Regions from separate parts of the Mus musculus genome. Here regions 1 and 3 are each linked to region 2. Evidence: chromatin contacts called from public Hi-C and promoter capture Hi-C data. All regions are on one chromosome and are shown on one strand. The core of a region is the stretch at or near the end of the contact, and the rest is flanking DNA. Distances in the headings are between cores, read along the strand shown.

Region 1 (2,700 bases), core at 40-2,539, 490 kb before region 2:
TTGGAGCCTGCAACACATGAGCTCAAGCGCCTGCTGAGCTGGCTTGAGAAACAGATTCCCCCCAGCTTCAAGCACCAGACCAAAGGAAGGCCAAAGAGTCACATCCCTATCAAAGACACAGAACTCCTTTCCAAGTAGAAAAGCCCACACCGTGCTTGATTCATAGACACTTAGTATGCAGCTCTAACTTGTGTGAGTGTGACAAATGATGTTTATATTCAAATAATAAATAGAATACTTGACACTAAAAATAACGAACCCTTTAGCGGGTACCTTTCTCCTGGACATAATCAAGGCTATTGGGACTCAAATCAAGAAAGTTGGGCAATAGATCTGATCAGAGGCTGTGTTCCCTGGACCCACAGAGCAGGAAAGAGTGGGTAGATGGTGACTGATGGGCAAGATTGAGGGTAAAGTCTTGGGTTATATTCTAATGTCCAATTTTCTCACCAGACCACAGGCTTAGAAGCCACCAACCACTAGAGGGCAGTGAGACCTAACTATGTTTGAAAATGACAAATTACACCCAGGATCAAGGAAGGCACCATTAGTCTCTAAAAGTTTTATACATTATCTAGAATGTGCCAGGTGTATTTATATCATACTTTAAAAATAACTGGTACCAAACCAGCCGCCCTTTCAACTTCCAGGCATTACATTTAGTAGAGTGATTCAGATCTCGATAAAAATCTTGTAATGAATAAGAACACATTCCACTTCAGATGTTTTAATACATCATTGAGAATAATACTGCTAAGGTACCACACAACTCAAATACTGATGCATGTTTCATTTGGAATATGTGAGCCTTCTCCTGAAAAGTGGAGAATAAATCAAGAGCTATAACCAATTGCACAAAGTTAGGCTTGATGTTTGCAACCTTTTCTTCATTTAATTTAATCAAATGTAAACCACAGCAGAAGAGTAAGTTACAAACAAATGTTTCTTTTTAAAAAAGTATTTATTGTTAACGTGTGCGTGCATATGGGAGTCAGAAGGCAGCTCTGGGAAGTCTAATTCTCGCCTATATTAACAGGGCTTCCAGAGCCTGAACTCTGGTCTTCAGGCTTTCCGAAGCAGTTGTTTTACCCAGAAGCTGCCTTTCCGGCCACAAATTGATGCTTTTAATCGAATCTAAGCAATCACGAGGCTGATGTGGTGTTTCACCATAAAATCTTTCACACCTTTTAATCTCTACTTTAGAAAAATCACAGCCTTTTCCCAAAGGCTTCCCAAGTAGTCCCTACCCCTCCCAGCATCCTCCCCCACCAATCTGTCCCCTCTCTCTGTTACCATAGTTACATTTCTACAGTAAACTGGGATGGCATAGCAAGCTCCTGCAGGACAACTTTTGGGGCTGGTACCCTCTGCTCAAATATCTCCACAAATCTTAGCTAGGGGTTCAATATATTCCAACTTTTGCCTTATCTTCCCTTCATGAGTGGCTGCTGTCTCCTGACCTGTGCCCTACATTTGGCCCAAGGACAGAACCATTTCTCGGGCCTTTCTGTGTGCAATCATGCCATACACACTCTCTGGATGAAAATGTCTCACTGTGATCGATAACTGCTGATATTTTGATTGGTTCAGATTCTAACTCAGAAAACAATGTCTCCCATAAACGATACCTCACATGGGTGAGTTAATCCTTTGTACCTACTTTTTGTAATGTGCTGTGTGTAATCTCCTATGAGGGAGACATATTATTAGGTTCAAGGGTGTAGCCATACATGAGAAACATAATTGAACCTCCTATTGCAACAGAACACAAACTTCGCCTCATTGGTCACCGCTTATGTGATTTCAGAAAGGCAGTAAGTGGTCAACTGTTTCTCTGTGTGTTTGTATGTATTCACGTGTAGGTATGTACATGGTGGGGTATTCAAGAATGTGCTCACGCATGTGGAGCTCAGATGTCTCTGTCAGGTGTCTCCTTTTATAATATAATATTTCTCTGACCCAGGATGTCACACTGAACCTGAAGCTCTCTGGCTATTAGACTAGCTGACCAGCAAGCTTCTGGGATGGACCTGTCTCCATCTCTAGGCACTGTGGTTAGAGTGAAAGTATAACAAATATATAACAAAATTCTAGGCCTTTAGGCCCAGGCTTGGGAATGTGACCTCTGTGACTCAATGCTCCAAGGTATGCTAATCATAAAACAGATAGCAACATTCCTCCACCCACCCGCTTCCTGGGTTCAAAGAGTGTTCATTCAAAGAATGTGCTATTGTTAGGGGCTCTTAGAAACTGTCTTGAGAGATAACCCGAACAATTACCAGGTATTCCTTGTGACTCTTGTGACTTTGCACTTCCTTGGGACTCTTAACTGGTATCTTTGGTATTTTCCAACAACGCCCTCCCCACTTCCTTGAGTTGTGGTTTCTTCCTTTAAATAACCCCTTACCCAGCTACTCTGGGCACCACGGTCCTCTACCCCTGCGTGGTGTATGATCGTGGGCCCGAGAGCGCTCTTGAATAAAAGTCTTCTTGTAGTTTGCAGCAAGCCCGTTTCTTGTGAGTGATTTGGATTGTTGCCTCTCCTGAGTCAGAATGTGGGGGAGTCCTCACGTTGTGGGTCTTTCAAGAGAACCAGCCCTCAGTTCTTGCCTATTTTATGTGGGCTCTTGGGGTCATTGTTAGCTTACAGAGGATCCCATTGGAATCCAGCAATGGCTTAGCTTATCACCTGCCTCCTGA
Region 2 (2,700 bases), core at 58-2,557:
TCATTTTCTGCAAGGGATCACTATTTAATCTATTCTAAATTTTCAGAGGCTTTCTGCAGCAATAACTATATTCAATTACTCTTCTTTTTCTAAAAAGAAAGGAAGAAGCCTGAAGCCCTAAAAGACTAAATAACCATGCCGTAACTCTATGAAAAAGAGCGATCTTTTTTTATAGCAACAGCAATGTGCTGCCGGGCAATGTCCCACTGGTTTCAAGAACAATTCTACCAGCCCTATTTGTCAGATATTCACCCTCCTCCTAGGGCTACACACTATGCCACACCATACTCACTGTTCTGTCTTAAAAAGAAACAGGATCTCATGTTACCGAGGCTGGTCCAGAACTCATTGTGTTCCAGAGAATAGCCTTAGACGTAAACCCCTTCGAGTCTAGCTTTATGCAGAGCTAGGGATTAACTAAACCAGAGCTTCCTGTCCGCTGGGCAAGCACAACCTGATGTCCTTATTACTAATTCTCTCGACTCTACGTCTTACCTCACTCACACGTCTTATAGGAATCTCTCTCCAAATCTTTAAGACACTCAAAACTGAAATTATACTCCCTTTGTGTCTTTTCTCATTGTGGAGGCCAGAGCCACCAATATCCGAGTAATTTGCGATTACTATTCTGCCTTCCATCCCCACTCCTGGGTACTGAGAGTCCAGTCAGGCAACCGTCAAGCTAAAGCCAGAGTTTCCAAAAGTAAAGAGTAGAAAAGGAAATTAAAACCCCACGTGGTTCAACTGTCTAGGCTGCCTTACCGGCCTCCCAGCATCTGAACTCGTCTCGGGCAGACAGCTTTCCGTAAACATTTACTGAATACAGTTATATCATGCAGAACTTCCCAGGAGCCCCGCGGGAAGTTGTTGCTAGAAGTTGCAGCGCTAAAGGCAGCGCTCGTCGCTCCGCCACCGGACCGAGCGTGTGCGGGTGAGTGAAGAAAGAGACCCAGCAAGGACCGCGTCCCCCCCGAACTCCAGGCTGGGTCTCCGAAGGAGAAACTCCTGGAGAGCCGAGGCACCCACAGAACCGCTAGACCTGGATGGAGGAGTTACCGAGTGACAACAGCGCAGGCGACGCGCCGCCAAGAGTCCTCCTCAAGCAGGGAAGGCTTGATCTCCAAAGAATTCCACCGCGGGCGGCTCCAGCCAGCGTTTTCTGGCCTGACGAACTGACAAGATCCCCGAAGCTCCAGAGCCGACACACCGGGCCTCCGGGTACCGTGCCTCGGGCACGCGCTTCTTACGGAACTCCCAAGCGCAGAGCTCCCCGCTACAGAGCAAGGCCGCAGCGACAGACTAAAGGAATTGACGACGTAGAGACGGCCGCCGCCGCCACTGCGCCGTTAGCTCTCCGCTCAATCTAGCCTCCGGCAGGAGGGCCCGCCCCCTTCCCGGCATGTGATTGGCCCTCAACAGCTCCTCGCCGCCGTGTATAGGCTGTTGGTCGTTACCCAATCGCCGGAGGCTTTGCTCCGTGGCCCTATGGGAGATGTAGTCCTGAGTACTGGGTCCCTATGGAGACCAGAGCGTCTCTTCCCTGAGTTCTGGAAATGGTTCCCAAAGACCTCTCCAAGTTCTAGTCGAAAAATTCATACTATAGTATTGGCTCTCATCAGTGGTGGAGTATCAAGGGCCAGGAATCTGAAGTCAGAAAATTAATTGTAGCTTAGTTTTGCAGACACTAAATATCTTGTCTCCCTCATCCACAGAAAAGAAAGACTAGAATGAAAGTGACTATTAATTTATAGGCTTGCAACAGGGGTTAAAAAAAGAACCCGTGAGTACACTATGGAAATTATGAGGCACTATAGATGCTAATGGCCACACTGATACTAAACATTTACTGAGTAAAACACTCAAGTTGAGATACACACTTGGATAGCACAAGTGGGCCAGTAAGAACTTGCACAAATAATTAAACATGGAAAGAAGAAAGTAGGAAACATCCCAAAGGGTTTATGGTATTCTAAGGCAAATAAGTATCTGGGGCAGAGACGGGAAGATTCCTGGGTTTTGCTAGCTGCCAGTCTGAATGAAAAGCCAGTGAGCTACAGGTTCAGAAAACAATCCTGGCTAAAGAAATAAGGTGGATAGTGAGAAAGGAGAATACAGATGGTCTCCTTTGGGCTCTGCAATACAGGAGCTCATTTATCTTAGCACACAGACATGCATACAATGCACACACGCACACACACACAAACAAACAAAGTAGTTGGGTCTTAAAGGAAGGGTATATTTTTTTTAGTCAGAGGAAATACACAAATAAAACATAACATTTTTTTCCCTTAGGAAGATCAAAGTTCCCTCCAAACCTAATTTGATGTTTTATTACTAGAAGCAAAGACCAGCATGGCACAGCATCACTCCAGAGGAATTAAGGAAGCACCTTGGGCTGCTTCACTCACATTCATTTGAAGAATGGATACCCCCTACCTCAGAATGCTTTAGGGAGGGGCTGCTACCCTTACATGGTTCCTTATTAAATTTGAAAAGTGCCTCAAAAGTTTTGACACCAGAAAGACACCCCAAAAACATGTGTCTAAACTGCAACTTCAGGTGAATATGACTAAAGCAGTTACATTGTGAGAAGTGCTGAAGGTATGAGATGTCTTCCCTGGCACAGGAGTGACCATGGTTCCTCACCACATGGTGTAGCCACCTGTCTTAGTTAGGGTTTTACTGCTGTGAACAGACACC
Region 3 (2,700 bases), core at 120-2,619, 260 kb after region 2:
GACATATCATCCTTTCGTTCACAAACACCGATGGAGTTTGTAGCTAGATTACAGGAGGACAGAGGAGATTCCTGGACGTTGACGTTTAAAGGAATTTTCCTTAAATGAGGGAGAAGCGATAGAAAAATCTAGATTCTGACCTCAGATATCAAAGCACATTTTTAATGTACTACGGGGACTAGAGACCTCCACAGGTGGGGATTGCGCATGTGGGCTCAGCCTCGTGGCTCTGTGGACAGTATAATAGTTGAATAGTGGCTCGGAGAGGTTAAGACTTGCACAGAAGCAAACACATCTCAGCAAAGTGAAGCTAGGAGGGAGAAGACGAACAAGGAAATGTGCGAGTGGAAAGCAAGGGAGAGCCTGGAAGGAAGGGGGTGCAGAATCCTCCCTCCTATGTTCTTTTCTATCAAAGGTTGGCTGACTTGTTTCAACCAGGCACCCGCGTGGCCCAGAACAAAAGCGCTCGGCCGGGCCTCCGCGTGGGGAGAGGGACCACGCACACCTTGCAGTGTGCAGGAAGCGAGCGATCAGCTGCTGCTCACAGAGGGGCAAGCGCAGGGGTAGGATCGGGAGAGGTAAGACGCGTGCCGCAGCTGTTCCCATCCAGCCTGACACACATCTGGCGCCCTGGTGTCCAAAAGAAAAAAAAAAAAAAAAAAGAAAGAAAGAAAGAAAGAAAGAAAGAAAGAAAGAAAGAAAGAAAGAAAGGAAGGAAGGAAGAAAGAAAGAAAAAAAAAACCGCTCCCAGGGGATGACTGAAGTTCAGTCTTTCAGTCTCATTAATCCAGCTGGTGGTCACACCCCAAGTGAGGGCGCGGCACCTTGCCGCTTTACCTGAGCGCAGAGGGTCGTCCGGAGAAGCCATGAAGACCAGGAGAGGACAGATGAGTGTCCGAGCAGGGGTGGACAGTCTCTAGGACCCCTGAGAACAGCAGGATCGCAGGGACCCAACCTCTTGCGTGGTAATGCGCGACTCTGTCTGCGCTCTGCCCTGCTGCTGCTGCTGCTCCTCCTCCTCCCTTTCCTCTTCTTGATCTCTGCCACTTCTTCCTCGTGCTCACTTCCTGCAATTAGCAAAGCCCCTTCCCGGCGCGAGTCTCTCCAGAACTCTGGAGAGGATTCCGTGGGTTGCGGTTGGGCACGAGAGGACACCGAGGGGCCCCCGGAGCACTTGCCCTGCTGGTACCTAGGGCGTAGAACCCTGGTCTTACCACGGAGGTCCCACGCGATCGCAACTGGGAGAGCCTTTCAGCTAGCCTTCCCCTGGCTGCCGCACGCGCGGGTGGCTTTCCCGGCTCCTAATCTCGTCCTCAGCTGGGACACCAAAGCACTCCCAGCGTGCTCCTTGCACAGGCCCGGGCTGAGACGCCTGCCGGCGATTTGATGTTTGAACAGTTTCCTAATCTTCAGGCAGCCTGAACGGCGGCATGACCGCACACGCTAGCACTTTCTAATTTGATGTTTCTTTGGCATTAGTTACTGCCTGACCTCCTGGGTGAGCACTACACAAAGGAGCGGGAAGAAAAGTCAGTCTTGAGGTCTCTGGTTTACTCCTCTGAAGGAAAAAGCAAAAACCAAAAAAACAGTATACGGTTCTGTTAGAAATGCAGAACCCATGGGCCCTTAAACGAATTAAGATTTAGCTTAAATGGGATTTTATTCTAATTAAGAGCAGAGAATCTGATCTTTTATTTTTTTATTTTTTTGTTTTTTGTTTTTTGGGTTTTTTCGAGATAGGGTTTCTCTGTATAGCCCTGGCTGTCCTGGAACTCACTCTGTAGAACTCAGAAATCCACCTGCCTCTGCCTGCCAAGTGCTGGGGTTAAAGGCATGTGCCACCACTGCATGGCGAATCTGATCTTTTAAAATGGCTATATTTTATTTAAAAGTTTAAGTTATTTCTATTATTTTTTAAATCATATTGGGGGTGAGGGGTATGAACACACAAGTACAGTGCCTACAGGGTCTAGAAGACGGTGGTAGCTCCCCTAAAGGTGGAGTTGCTGGTGGTTGTGGCCTTGCTAGGAACTGAGCTTGGGTCTTTTGCAAAAGTGGTAGCACTTTCAAGGCTAAGCTGCCTCTCCAGCTCTAGTGGCAGCATCTTCACTATGTGCCATATACAAAGGTTACAGACACGTTACATTTAATAGGAATCTCTGAAAGGAAGCACATAATCTATATCTGCCTTGGACATAAGCATAGAACTATTTTCTTTTTAAAAAAGGAGTTTAAAGGAGATGCCAGCCAAGGATGTAGGTCAGTAGTAGAGTGCCTGGCATGCATAAGCCCCAGCCTGATGATATACGTTGTAATCCCAGCACACAAGAGACTGAGGCAGGAGGGGAGTCTGGAGTTTGAGACCACCAAGAACTTTATGGTGTGGGGCTTTATTAAAAAAGAGGAGGAAGGGGGGAGGAGGAGGAAGTAAGAAAAGAAAGATTATTTCAGTATTTGCTGGACAATTTCATTAACAAATTACCCAATTCAGATTAATTAATAAACTGAACATTTCAGGGAGACAGCAAATGCCAATGTATCTTTGTGGTGCCCCCCAGGCTGCTCTGTGGTTCTGAGGCTCACGGCACTCTTGGGGTTGGTTTGTATTCTCCATAAGATGCTGCCATGGAAGAGTTGGGTCTTTAGAGAGGAGGCCACAAAGGCTCAGGTAAGGTAGGGAAATTAATTTAGAAAGGGTAT

The links. Promoter capture Hi-C pulls out the DNA fragments that hold promoters and counts their contacts. A called contact is a pair of places that touch in the nucleus more often than the background predicts.
Region 1: a Hi-C map of cortical neurons shows a contact between it and region 2, with 2.2 times the contacts expected there. The contact joins the enhancer-like site here to the promoter of Mtr in region 2. A contact is called at or near these places in 1 of 39 promoter capture datasets (hippocampal neurons), 2 of 15 datasets of contacts at CTCF or cohesin (large pre-B cells and pro-B cells), 2 of 484 Hi-C or Micro-C datasets (cerebral cortex and cortical neurons) and 4 of 115 datasets of contacts at active chromatin or transcription factors (embryonic stem cells, large pre-B cells, pro-B cells and 1 more).
Region 3: a promoter capture Hi-C map of pre-B cells shows a contact between it and region 2, with 2.5 times the contacts expected there. The contact joins the promoter of Edaradd here to the promoter of Mtr in region 2. A contact is called at or near these places in 8 of 39 promoter capture datasets (the C10 cell line, cranial neural crest, embryonic stem cells and 4 more) and 1 of 9 other capture datasets (liver).

Annotation. Positions count from the first base shown.
Region 1 is chr13:11,762,857-11,765,556 of GRCm38.p6, forward strand. All of the region lies in intron 27 of Ryr2 (ryanodine receptor 2, cardiac), which reads right to left. Among named protein-coding and RNA genes, the nearest start is that of Ryr2, 340 kb to the right of the region's middle. Within about 2 kb of position 1,290, at least 8 of the 459 cell types and tissues checked have an H3K27ac peak or open chromatin away from gene starts, as enhancers often do. A contact at or near this core is called in cortical neurons, where this site is marked.
Region 2 is chr13:12,256,806-12,259,505 of GRCm38.p6, forward strand. It overlaps Mtr (5-methyltetrahydrofolate-homocysteine methyltransferase), which reads right to left and starts at 1,308. Exons shown (of 33, transcript NM_001081128.3): 1 at 1,057-1,308.
Region 3 is chr13:12,519,081-12,521,780 of GRCm38.p6, forward strand. Edaradd (EDAR (ectodysplasin-A receptor)-associated death domain) reads right to left here and starts at 1,370. Exons shown (of 6, transcript NM_133643.4): 1 at 838-1,370. The coding sequence starts at 868.